2 separate regions of the Hordeum vulgare genome follow, and region 1 is linked to region 2. Evidence: chromatin contacts called from public Hi-C data. All regions are on one chromosome and are shown on one strand. The core of a region is the stretch at or near the end of the contact, and the rest is flanking DNA. Distances in the headings are between cores, read along the strand shown.

Evidence for each region. Hi-C and Micro-C count contacts between places; a contact is called where the count stands out from the background.
Region 1: a contact with region 2 is called in a Hi-C map of seedling, with 3 times the contacts expected there. The contact joins the promoter of LOC123397948 here to the promoter of LOC123395727 in region 2. A contact is called at or near these places in 2 of 6 Hi-C or Micro-C datasets (leaf and seedling) and 1 of 1 datasets of contacts at active chromatin or transcription factors (embryo).

What each region holds. Positions count from the first base shown.
Region 1 is chr5H:81,428,169-81,434,901 of MorexV3_pseudomolecules_assembly, reverse strand. It overlaps LOC123397948, which reads left to right and starts at 5,202. Exons shown (of 2, transcript XM_045092458.1): 1 at 5,202-5,500. The coding sequence starts at 5,323.
Region 2 is chr5H:81,085,217-81,092,135 of MorexV3_pseudomolecules_assembly, reverse strand. It overlaps LOC123395727, which reads left to right and starts at 4,383. Exons shown (of 11, transcript XM_045090754.1): 1 at 4,383-4,602; 2 at 5,549-5,635; 3 at 6,116-6,428; 4 at 6,531-6,614; 5 at 6,705-6,919. The coding sequence starts at 6,176. It overlaps LOC123397959 (thioredoxin-like 3-1, chloroplastic), which reads right to left and starts at 1,087. Exons shown (of 4, transcript XM_045092468.1): 1 at 843-1,087; 2 at 610-681; 3 at 372-438; 4 at 142-215. The coding sequence starts at 925. The coding sequence ends at 147.

The DNA.
Region 1 (6,733 bases), core at 3,953-6,452, 340 kb before region 2:
CAAAACTAACTCGATTACATGATAGATCTCATCCTACTCATCACTGCCCAGCGAGCCTACGAATATATTACTCAAGAACGATGAAGAGCTTGATGGAATTGGAGAGGGAAGAAGGTTGATGATGACGATGGCGACGATTTCCCCTCTCCGGAGCCCAAAACGGACTCCAGATCTGCCCTCCAGATGAAGAACAGGATGTGGCGGTGCCTCCGTATCGCAAACGCGACGAAATCTTCTCTCTTTATTTTTTCTGGGACGAAAGTGAATTTATAGAGCTGAGTTTGGGGGCGGCAGAGCCACGTGGGCCCCACAAGCTTGCTAGCCGCCACCAGGGGGTGGCGGCTACAGGGCTTGTGGCCCACTGGCCCATCCCCTCCGGTGGATCTTTGTGCGGGTATTTTTCATATTTTCCAGAAATATTCTCCGTAAATTTTCAGGACGTTCCGAGAACTTTCATTTCTGCACAAAAACAACACCAAGGCAATTCTGCTGAAAACAACGTCAGTCCAGGTTAGTTCCATTCAAATCATGCAAATTAGAGTCCAAAACAAGGGCAAAAGAGTTTGGAAAAGTAGATACGATGGAGACGTATCAGGGTGCCACCCCTAGGGTTCCCACCCTAGGTGGTGTGGCAGCCCCCCCAGATGGGAGGTGCGCACCCCTAGGGCAGGGAGAGTGGGTGAAGCACCCCTAGGTGGGCCTTAGGCCCACCAGCGCATGGGGTTTCCCCCCCTCTCCACCTCCTGCGCCTTGGGCCCCTTTGTGGGAGGCGCACCAGCCCACTTTGGGCTGGTAGCCCTCCACCTTTTGGCCCATGCTACCTCTTGGGGCTGGTGGCCCCTCCCGGTGGACCCCGGGACCATTTCCGGTGGTCCCGGTGGTCTCGGTACGCTACCGGTGACGCCCGAAACATTTCCGGTGTCCAAAACCATCCATCCTATATATCAATCTTTACCTCCGGAGCTCCTCGTGACATCCGGGATCTCATCCAGGACTCCGAACAACTTTCGGTAACCTCGTATAACAATTCCCTATAACCCTAGCGTCATCGAACCTTAAGTGTGTAGACCCTACGGGTTCGGGAAACAGGCAGACATGATCGAGACACCTCTCCAACCAATAACCATCAGCGGGGTCTGGATACCCATGGTGGCTCCCACTTGTTCCACGATGATCTCATCGGATGAACCACGATGTCAAGGATTCAATCAATCCCGTATACAATTCCCTTTGTCTGTCGGTATAAAACTTGCTCGAGATTTGATCGTCGGTATACCTATACCTTGTTCAATCTCGTTACCGGTAAGTCTCTTTACTCGTTCTGTAGCACGTCATCCTGTGACTAACTCCTTAGTCACATTGAGCTCATGATGATGTTCTACCGAGTGGGCCCAGAGATACATTTCCGTCATACGGAGTGACAAATCCCAATCTCGATTCGTACTAACCCGACAAACACTTTCGGAGGTACCCGTAGTGCACCTTTATAGTCACCCAATTACGTTGTGACATTTGATACACCCAAAGCACTCCTACGGTGTCCGGGAGTTGCACAATCTCACGGTCGAAGGAAAGACACCTGACATTAGAAAAGCTTTAGCATACGAACAATACGATCTAGTGCTATGCTTAGGATTGGGTCTTGTCCATCACATCATTCTCCCAATGATGTGATCCCGTTATCAGTGACATCTAATGCCCATGATCAGGAAACCATGATCATCTATTGATTAATGAGCTAGCCAACTAGAGGCTTGCTAGGGACACATTGTGATCTATTTATTCACACATGTATCACTGTTTCCTGTTAATACAATTATAGCATGAACAATAGACGATTATCATGAACAAGGAAATATGATAATAACCATTTTATTATTGCCTCTAGGGCATATTTCCAACATCCCCAGCATCATCAAGTCTTGCACCATGTCTTCGATCCCGTTACCATGCTCATCGGTGCAACGACGAACCACCTCAACTCTGGTACGTTGGGCAGACTCACCATGAAATGTCCACACCATATAATCACGCGTAAAACCCCTCTTTTTCAGGTGTTTACCCATTTCATCATGTGCATCTGTGAAAAGTTGTCGCACCTATGACAGGGGCACCAGGTTTTTCTCTGGCCATTTGCAAATGCGGCTTTCACAAACCCCTTGGTTTTTGTTAATCATTCATTGGTCATGTCTTTATGACTAGTGTGACCGGTGTACATCCACACACGATCACTCATCTTGCCTAGCTACTAAAGACACAAGAAACACACACACACACACACACACACACATATATATATATATATAATTCAACATATATATTTATCAGTTAATCAAGTTTGTTAATTTTATTACGTTAATGCAACCTGCATGCTAATAGGTAAATAAAGGTCCTAATCCCACCTGAGTATGTGTAGATTGGATTCGTTTTTCCATCCTCTGCTCCGGATCCGACGCAAAATTTTGGCAGCACCTCCCCGCTGTTCTCCTGATACACGTCTCGGTATTAAACACACAGGATGTGTACCCGGAGAACAACAGGGAGGCTCTGACAAAATTCTGCATCGGATCCGGAGCAGAGCATGGGAAAACAAACTCAGTCTACACATACTCAGGCTGTCCATGGATAACATTGGACAATTCGAAAGAATCACGGTTATAAATATGCAAAATGCATGCATATTTATAACTATAACCCTTTCAAACAGGAGACACATACTGGTCATGCATATTGATGATTGAATCTACCTATAGCTAGCAAGTATCATCGGCACGAAAACTGGAACAAAGAAAATGAAGAGGGGAGGAGGAGATGTCATTTGTGCTCACCCATGGAGGCACTTGAGCTCGTCGAACGCACGAGGAGGTCGTCGAACACCAGACCCTCACAACAACAAAACAAATGCACATTTAAATCCACTCGATCAACACGAATATTCAATCCCGATAAAAGAATCTCTCTATATATAACTATTTTCCAGTTCTATTTTATTCTTCTTCTCCTCTATTTCTTCTTCTTCTTCTTCCTTTTCTTCTCTTCTTCTTCTTCTTCTTCTTCTTCTTCTTCTTCTTCTTCTTCTTCTTCTTCTTCTTCTTTTCTTCTCATCCTTTTCTTCTTTCTTTCTCCTCTTATTCTGTTTTCCTCTTCTTCTCCTCTTTTCCTCTTCTTCTTCTTCTTCTTCTTCTTCTTCTTCTTCTTCTTTTTCTTCTTCTTTTCCTTTTTCCTCTTCTTCTTCTTCTTCTTCTTCTTCTTCTTCTTCTTCTTCTTCTTCTTCTTCTTCTTCTTCTTCTTCTTCTTCTTCTTCTTCTTCTTTTCTTCTCCTCCTCCTCCTCCTCCTCTTCTTCTTCTTCCTTCTTTTCCTTTTTCCTCTTCTTTTACTTATTCTTCTTTTCTTCTTCTTCTTCTAATTATGACTAACCTAGCACTAACCTAATTAGTTCTTTTCTAACCTAACCTAGCACTAACCTAATTAACAGTATCAATTAAAGGAAAAAACAAAGAACAAAAAAATCTCACCGGAGGGGGCGGCTGGGCGGCGGGGTGATGGGGCGTGAGGCAGGAGAAGGAGGCGGCGACATTGGCGACGGGCAGAAGGAGGCGGCAGCGACGGCGAGCAGCAGCACGAGGAGGAGGCAGCGGGTGGGGGGGGGGGGTTGGGCAGGCGGAGGAGAAGGTGGCGACGACGTCTATGTGAGGCAGGAACAGGAGGAGGCAGGAAGAGGATGCGGGTTCAGGCGCTCGTTCCTCGTGATTTTTTAATTAAAATCTAAACCTTTTAATTTGCATTTGAGGTATGTTTTGTGTATATGTTTTTAAATAAAAAATTGGTTCAGTGACATCGACGATGATTGTATATATAAGCATGAAAATAGGTATTGATTCTCTAGTCACATGAATAATTTTGGCCATAAGTTGCACGAGGGATAAAATCATCTTTTTAGGTGTTACTTAACATAGTTGCCTAGTTGGTAGTAAAAATGAATGAAAGTGTCATAGAGGGAACAAAAGTTATATTTAAATACTAGCAAAAGGGCCCGTGCGTTGCAACGGGAGAAAAATAATTATAATCTTCAAGGATGTTGATCATATTACGTCCTTAAAATTTTAGGACATTTCTTGAAATGCATGAACATTTTTTGAATTAGCAAACAATTTTTTCAATTGCACTCAAAAAATAATACACAAACTTTTTTCTCAAAATCATGGACTTTTATTCTTTTCACCAACATTGTTCTCAAAATTATGAACATTTTTCTGAATATGGGAATACTTTTACAAATATCCCGAGCATTTTTTGAATTCAAAAATATTTTATGTTTTCTTCGAAATTCTATTTCAAAATTCTCAGTTTTATAAGTTGCAAAAGTTTTTCAAAAGTCGATATTATTAAAATTTTAAAAAAATGGAACAGAAAATTAAAATTAAAAAATGAGACTAAAAACAGAGGCACGAACTGTTTTAAAGATTTTTACACGGACTTTTGTTTAAAATTATTGACTTTTTTCATTTTACAGACATTTTCTAAAAATTTAAACATTTTTTTGTATATGCAAACATTTTTCAAAACTCCTGAGTAGTTTTTGAATTCTCAAAAAAATTATGTTTTTTAATATTTTATTTCAAAATTCTCAGTTTCTTAAATTTAAGAAAAGTTATTTGAAGTTCTAAGTTATTTAAAGTATAAAAAATGGAACTGAAAAGTAAAATAAAAAAGTAAAGTAAAAGAACAGGCTGGCACGCATGGGCCGGTCCAAATAGGTGTGCTGCATCTTTTTCCTATGCTCAGAGCGTAATATAGGAGGTGCCTACATGGGCCGGCCCAGTCCGAAGATTTTCCTGTTTGGAACGTTTTCTATGACTTATAAGTGACAATTGTGGGTAATTTTCATCAACTTTATGGATAGTGTTAATGACGGACGACAGAAGCACTAATTGCTTTATTAGTAGGTAAAGAAGAAAAAAAAAAATTGGTGTCAAACAGGGAAACAAAATTTAAGACAGTGCTAAATAAGTAATTCTCTCAACTATCTTTTGGGCTGCAAACCCAGGCTCAAACCCATCCATGGAGACAAACCTGACCAGGCCCGGCCCTTTTTTGCGCCGGGCTGCCCAGGCCTAGTTCTTGCTGGTTTCCTACTCTACATCCTTGTCAATACTCCCGCGAAAGGTAAAATGTCACCAACCCCTTCTCCCACCATCAGGAAAGAGTTGCTCGTCATTTCAAAAAAAGAAAAGAAAAAAAAAGGAAAGAGTAGCTCGTCTCAAAGAGAGAGAGAGAGAGAGAGAGAGAGGAAAGAGTAGCTCGACCAAACATCCCAATCCATGGCGACGGCGTGTTCTCTCCTTCACCGGTGTCTGCTCCCGCTCCACCTGGCCCTCCTCGCTTTCCTGCTTGCGGCGGCCCCTACAGCCGAAGCGTGGACGGGGGAGATCCGCGGCCGCGTCGTCTGCGACGTCTGCGCCGACTCTGCCATCGGGCCCGAGGACCACGCCCTCGAAGGTCAGCCCAGTGAGCCTGTCTCCTCCTTCGAACCTATCTAAGTTGCTGTCGCCGCCCTCTGTGCTCTCGTGGCCACGGAGCTACATTTCGAGCCATCGCTTCCGCGGATCTCGGTTCAGCTGTTTTGGATCTCGAATTTAGTTCTCGGTTTACCTGGTCTGTCTGGGTTGACACGTTGAGCAGAGTGGCGAGTTTCGCCCTAGTGGAAATTCGTGGGCCGTGGAGAATGCTTTTGGTATCATTCCATGGGAAATTCTGGTGGGATATCTGTTAGGCTACTGGTCATATGATGTTTGGCTACTGGTCATCTGTTGTTGAGATGAAAATCGGACATAGATAATTGGAGGATCTTGTGTTAGCTAGTGAGGAACATACATGGACGCACATCATACAGAAGTTGGGATTTGGTGAGGTGAGGCAAACACAATGAGCCGTTATCTGTATCTCACTCTAAGGTTGTTCAGTTTCTAGCAAAAAGACATAAGAAGAAATAAGGAAAAGGGTTTGACTTCTATCCTACATGTTCTGGGAACGTATGAAAGTGCATAAACTGCTTTTCACTGCCATGGGAACAAATCAAATTACAGGGACGGCTTTAACTCAAAACATGTTCCAAAATTGAGGTTAACTTAACTATCAGGTAGATTTCTTGACTTCTGCATAAGAAAACTATTAAGGATGGCTAAATATGATGTACTGCCTTCAATACAACAGACCTTTACCGAGTAATTCTCTGGAGCTTATCATTGCATATGTATATACTTAGATGTTGTGTAAACTATAGCCTAAATTTCCCTCACGTATCCACTACATTATCTGTTCCACTATATCTCTCTGAAACTCCATGCGCAAAGGAAACTAAAGATATCAAATTCAAAATTATTTAGGTACCCAGGTGGGTCTGTACATTGGCTTGCAGAGAGTACGTAATGCATTTCCCAATGTAAGAAATAATAGTCATTGGCGTAGTGCATGTCCATGGAATAGCCGAATGCGTCTCTAAAGATAAATTTGAATCCACTTCTTTCCAGTATATATGTGAACTTTTCCTTTGGTTTTGTGAGACTTATTTTAGTTGTTGATCAAGAAATGTCAGCATTTCTCAAATGTCATCAAAGAAAATCCATTGATGTGCTCTCTGTTTGATAAAGTTGCAACTGTGAACGGTGTGACAGAAATTAATAGTGCTTCTCTCTAAGCTTTGGCTGGACAAGGCCACAGAAGCCTAGAGGG
Region 2 (6,919 bases), core at 3,134-5,633:
CGCGCCATCGCAGGAGCCCTCGCTCGCATCTTAACCGCTCCAGCATGCCAAAGGCCCCACCGGCGGGGGCCGAGCGAGCGGGGGCGAGCGGAGGGCGACGGCACCGGAAATGGATGAAAAGCGTCATCACAAGAAAATTCAGAATTTCAGCCATAAAGTGCCAAACACAGAAATTCGAAAAATAAATACGACGTTACCTGAATAGTAGGCATTTTCTGAAGGTAGATGCAGAGAGACAGATGGCAGCAATGACAGATTTAAAATAAGCTAGTCACATGGTATCAGAGTCGTCGTGAACTAATCAGTACGGTACTCAAAAATTTCAACTTCAGCTGAAGTGACCAAGACCGAGATAAAACCTGCCGACTTACACTTATGTTGCCTCTTTTCACCACGGCCTGTGGAACTTTATTGACATCCACAAAGTAAAACCCGACTCTGCGAAGAAACGAGATGTGCTGTCTAGTCACAGAATCAACAAAATTACTCCTGCGCATTCCAGGACGATTGGTTGCTGTGGATCCCAAACATCAGTAGTAACCCCAATATGAAGAATCGTGAAATTTCATCAATTCGGTAATGAAATGGTTTCAAGGAATTCAGACCAACCCTGGGAATTCTCTTGCTATCTTCTCCAACTTGGGTTTGAGGTAGATGCATTTCCGGCACCAGCTGGCCATCCTGGGAAGAACACGCTAAAGCCTCATCATCTGATCCGAGGACCAGATCAACAAGAGTACATGCGGGTTGAAAAACAGAGCGGCGACGCGAAATTGTTGCGTCTCAACTCTCAAGTCACGCTGCGGTCTACAGCTCCATTGGCGGGCTATAGGGTGCCGTACCAGTCGATGATGATGGGCTGGTTGTGGTCGACGGAGGAGGCGAGCGCGGCGTCGAGGGCCTCCATGCTGTGTATCTCGCCCATCTCCACCGGCACCGATGCGTCCTAGAAGTAGGCCGCCTCCGCCCTCACCCCTCTTCCTCGACGCCGGCATATCCCTCCTCCTCCATCCCGTTCTCCGCTGCGTCCCCGAACTCCGCGGCGGCCGGTGCGGCCGCTTGCTCCTCCGCCGCTTCTTCCATCGGTGGAAGGAAGGTACCGGCGTGGCATGGTGGCGGAGATCGCCGCGATGGGGGGAGGGGTCGCGAAGCGGCGGCGGGGGGGAGGGGGGAGGGGTCGCGAAGCGGCGACGGGGGGGAGGGGGGGAGGGGTCGCGGCGCGATGGGGGAAGGGGTCGCGGCGAGACGTGGAGCGGGGGGGGGGGGGGTCGCGGCTAGACGTGGAGCGGGGGATGGATTAGCGCTAACGAAAACGTCAGTTTCGTTAACAATGTATTTAGACCCTTGATTAAGTAATTAGACAGATGAGATTGTGTTTTGGATCTGCCCTCTCGTGCTTTTATTAGTAGAGATTAGAAAAACGTCACTTCACTTGCAATCGTGCGGTGGTCGATGCGTTTAACCGACCCATTGCATCCCAAACTGTCCGTTCATTCGAACTTGAAATTTAACACACAAAAATTCAAATAAACATTACAAATGATGTAAAAAAATATAAATATTAAAAATCCAAGTTCACAACATTAATATAAAAAAAAACTAGATAAGGCCCGTCGCCACCACGGGTGCCGTCGTCTTCCGTAGCCGTTGTCCTACTTGTCGCCGTTGAGGTCGACGTATGAGGTGGCTTCTAGAAGTAGGTTGGTGGCCCTTGCCAGATCGAAGACGTGTTTTGTGGCGGTGGCACGTGGACAACCTCTACCCCGTGGCGGGGAGGGTGACCACGGGCCGGTGTCCACCTTAGACATGCACGACACGTCTCCGGTCATGACCAGGACTCCCCGGTCAATGTCGGGTTCCAACCCGTCGGCACCTCCTCCGTCGGCGCCTCCAAACAAACGTCCTTCATGGCCTCCTTCTTGATGTAGGCGTCCAGTTCTAGGAAGGCGACATCGTTGACCGCTGGCAGGGCCATCATCTCGTCGAGGCCCTACCATTGGCGCTCGTCGTGGGCGTGGAGGGAGTCCTCCATCACCTGCCTCATGAGCTCCTCCTCCTCGGTTTGTCATTGGCTCGGGTGGTGGCGGGGACGGAGACGACGACGGCGTAGGAGTCAGGTCGCGAACCAGCCTACGCCCATGTGGCTGGACGGGCTCGGAGCGCGCCCGCGACGGGCTTGGAGGACGACCGAAAAAGAAAGATTGCGAGTGGATGCCGTGCTCATCGTGGAGCCATGTATCCCAAAGCAGGGAGTCGATGGTGTACCTTCAGTCGTCGATGAGGTCCGACTGCAGGTGGGAGCGGTGCCGATCGATCTCCTCATGGTTGGCGCAATCTCTCATCGGGATCGAGGAAACGGGCATCCGATGTGTGGAGAGGTGCCACTTATTGGGGAGGTGCACGTCACTCCACGGCAACGGTGTGCACGTATCCCAATATCTCTTGCAGACCTCCGTCTTAATGTACGGTCTCATCCAATGTGCGGTCTCGTCCATCGAGATATGGAATGCAGACGATGGATGTGGAGGTGGAGGTGGGTAGTGGAGAGGCGACGGCTGCCGGACGACAAAACCGTCCTTGTGGTCGTGCCTCGTCTTGCGGACGGGGAAATAACGGCCAACCATTGTTGCTGACGTGGATGTGGAGGAGAGCGAGCTAGGGTTTGCTTGTCGAGGCTCGAAGAGGTACGCGTCGTTGAGAGTTGAAGTGTGGACTCCTGCCTGTCCATGATTTCCACATTAGAAAGGACGACCGCTCGGTCGGGGTGGCTGCCAGGCGGGTCCGGTCGCACCTGCGTCATAAATGTAAACGGTGAGAGGTTGACACGCGGGCCCGAGGTGGACATGGAACGAGCGTGTGCACATCCGTTTGACGTCCGTGTGTACGCAAAACGAGCGCATGTTTGCATAGGAAATGGAGCAGGTCGAGCGCTAAACGGATATAAAATGTGAATACCATCGTGTGTTGGGTTGTGCCTTCTGTTTTTTTGGCCTAAACGGACAAACACAGACATGATAAGTCGTGCGCTGGAGTTGCCCTTAGGGCATCTACAAGACCCATAATACTCCCCTCGAACGCCCGGTCAGGCCATCTAGTCACGAAATTTCGACCCAACTCGGCCTTTCAAACCGGCATCAAATGTCTTGGCTCACCGGCATCCCTCATATCTAGCCCAAATATGGAGCGGATATGGGGGAGCCCGGGCATGCCCGCCTGTCCCGCAGTGGCTCGTGTTGACCCCACATATATTCATTCCTATTCGCTCGCCGAACCAAACCCTAACTACTTTACTTCACTCCCTTTCACTCCCATCCGTCACCCAAGCTCGCCTCCGACGATCTCCGTCCTTCTCCGACATAGCGGGCAGCTGATCCCAGTCTTTCATCTCCAGCTCTGTTGACCACGAGTTCATCTCACGCGGTCCCGAGGAGGAGATGGTCGTTCGACTTGCTCTCCTTTGTTCCCGGGAGGTGGCCACCCTCCGGCAGCAGTCCAACGCGTAGCGTCGAGAATCCATTACGTTGGCACAACGGGTGCCTGAATCAGACATCATTTGCCTCATCGGAGGCAGTGTGGTCTGTCTGGCGTCCGAACGTTGTGGTAGACGCGCAACCCCTTCATTGGCGCGTCATGGACGCACCTTGGGCGTCCTCGAACACTAACATGGTGCGGCATGCCCTCCGTGCGAGGCAGTGGGCGCGGGAGGCGGCGGAGGCTCTCACAACGATGGACTTTGTAGAGGTGGAGTTACACTCTCCACCGCCCCGTATAATGCATGGGTGCGGACGTCGCAACCGCGTTGTGGTCGACATTGTCTCCTCCCAAGAAGGATCCGTCGTCAACTTGGCGTCCATCGACACCGTCCGGGTCACGGGCTCCGACGAGGAATAGTAGGACATGAGAGACGACGAGAGCTCGACTCCCGTGAGCTGTCTAGTGCCCCGTGTCCTACTCTACCTCGCGGACGACCGGACCGACACTACGAGAGACGCAGCCGATCGTCGTACATGGACACGACGAAGCTGAACGAGCTCCGTTTGTATTACATTTACGTTGCATGTAATAATATAAATTTGAGTTTTATAATTTAATGTGTACGATTATAGAGTGTATTATTTAAAGCATGATCGGTTACTGTCCATGGAGAGGTCAGATTCGTGAAATCCGACTGTATATGCTCTTGCGAGTCCACCACTACTACTGTGGAGCGTGCGTACTCTGCTCCGAAAGCAAATTTCGTCCGGAAACAGCGGAAGATCGGTCGATGCTCCGAGCCAAACACACCGATGATCGTTCGTGCGCAGCGCAGGAGGAGAAAGGCCGTGCCGCACTGTAGCCTCCAATCTTTCCTTTCCTTTTCTTGCCCCCACCCCCCACCACCACCACCTGCCTTTGAAGTCGAGCCTTCCCATCAGCTCTCCGCCTCCTCCGATCCACACGTGGGGGTATATACTACGTGTATATACGATACCACCACCACCACCACCACCACCTCGGCGACTTCGCTCCTGCCGGCCCGGCCATCTCCATCCACCGTCCGCCCCGCCCCGCTCCGGCCGGCCACCTCGCCGCCGCCGCCCGTCCCCTCCTTGTGATGCTTCGGTACCCGTCTCTCTCTCTCTCTCTCTCTCTTTTCGCGAGGATTGTTTTTCTTGTTTGGTGTTCTTGGCGGGGGAGGAGGCGGCCTTGCTGGTCCTGGATCGACCTCGAAATCCACCCCTCTTGCTTCTGCTTATTTGGTGTTCTTTTCGCCGTCGCGATTGGTTTGTCGGCAGAGCACACACAGCTACGAGCGGTTCTTCTGCTTATCCACCAATGCCGCGGCTGTGCTGTCGATTTCTGCTTGGATTCAGCCTGGGTTGCTTCCACGCAGACCATCTCTTGTTTCCCTCTGCTGCTAATAAGTAGCTAGGAGCAGGGCCACTCCCTTTTGATCGAGCTGCTGCCTGGCCCTGCCTTCAGAAAAAAAAAATGCCCCTGCATTTGATTAATTTGTTTGCTCTGATTCATCCGGGCTCTTTCCTCTGTGCTGTCATTTGATTTGCGGGATTAGTCTGCGCAGACGTGAATCCAACTCCTTCAGGTTCTTGCTGGCGACTACTATTTGATTTCCTCTCCTCTCCTTTCCTCTCTGAAAGAACAGAAGTTCTTGGCTAAGTAGTAAGATCCAGTTCTGTTGCTAGTTTCAATCCGACTATTTTAATCCCCACTCCACTCTGGGTTTCTGTGTTCGTCGCCTCTTAAAAAAGCCTAAAAAAAATCCTTCGTTAGTGGCCATGGAGTCAACTTGTCGAGCTGAGATGTTCAACCAGCAATAAAGCTCGGCAGAATCTTCACACTTGTTTATTGTTTTACCTGGAGCTCCCAGTTGTTTCCAGTACAGCCATTTCCTGTCTAGTTCTTATTTAGTATAGCATTTCCCCTTGATTCAGATCAATTCTAATTATATAGCTGCGATGATGCGCAGACCAACTGTTGATTTGCGGTTTTATTATGAGCATACATGTCTTTCCACATTTGAACGGTCAGTAAATGGATTTGTGCGCAGGCTGTCACAAGGAGGCGGAGTGCTGCGCTGGTGATTACTAGTAGTAGGCATCGCATCTCCGGCCTCATTTGCCCTGTTCATCACCAGGTATTTCTAGTTCCATCCATGTATGTAATGTAGCCGTTCAAGAAATTTGCTAGTGCTATTTTGATTGATCTCTCTGCCTTCTACTGTCACAGTAAGAATTTCATGGTTTCATTGTCTGCTTTTGTTCCTGCATCTTGTTCTAAGATCAGTGCATGCCCCCTCGTTGCAAGTTCCTATGTAGTACCGTATTAAGTTCTGAATTAAGCACCCTCAAGATCGTCAGTAGGAGGGGGGACCTGTTTTTTTTTATCCGTTTTACTTTTACTGCATCATTGAAGATTTGAAGAACCATAAAATGGATGTATTTTGGCATCTTCTTTCTTTTTATCAAATTTGTACGTAAGTTTTTTTCATATAGCTGCATGAATTAGGCGACCAACTTTCAGATGCACTACAAGTAATCTAGGGTAGGCACACAAGTAATCTCCACACTGTGAAGGACAAGCTAGCTGATCTCTCTTGAGCCTTTTTCTTGTGCAGCTTCTTGGAAGTCTACATTTGTTGAGACTCTGAAGAATAAATCCTCTCACAACTACTACCATGGGTGCCTGTGTGTCCTCAAGCAGAAGGCGGAAGCCGCAGAGATTGCGCTTCATATATCGTCGCGGAAAGGTTTTGAGAAATACGCCTATGATACGCCCCAGTGATGTGGGGAACTGTGCTGCTTCTGGAGAAGTTGTCCATGTGGAGACTTCGGCGGCCACTCGCAGGAAATCTGATGGCTCGAATGTAACATTCCACCTCACACAGCTGCAGTGGCATCATAGCGAGCTAGAATCAGAAAATGGAAGCGGTAATCGGAATTTTCATGTTAACTTCATACATTTTAGGATCCAATGTCTTTACATTTCACATTTAGGATCAAAAGTCCTTATATTTTGCCCTATTGGTCCAGTGGTATGTCAGGAAGAAGCATGGTTCGATTCTGTCAGTATTTTGGGTTCTGATTCTGATGAAGATTTCAGCAGTGTCAACGGAGGTGTATTGTCTTTTCTCTGGACAGATTTCATTCGCACTAGGCACATGCATTGGTCACATATTTTTATTTATGCACAATATTTTCTTGCAGACTTTCCTGCCATGTCGAGCGCAGGAAGGACGCACTTAGTGCAGTGCGAAGATGCTTCATGTATTGCTGATTGCTTCCAGAAGTTCGAGAAGTTTTTTGACAGTTCATGTGTTGCTCAAGCTGTTGGGCAGTACCTAACAAGAGATGCAAACTGTATGGATAAATCAAGCCAATCTGGTGTTCAGGAAGCAGAGAGGCTTAAAATTGTAAGCTCG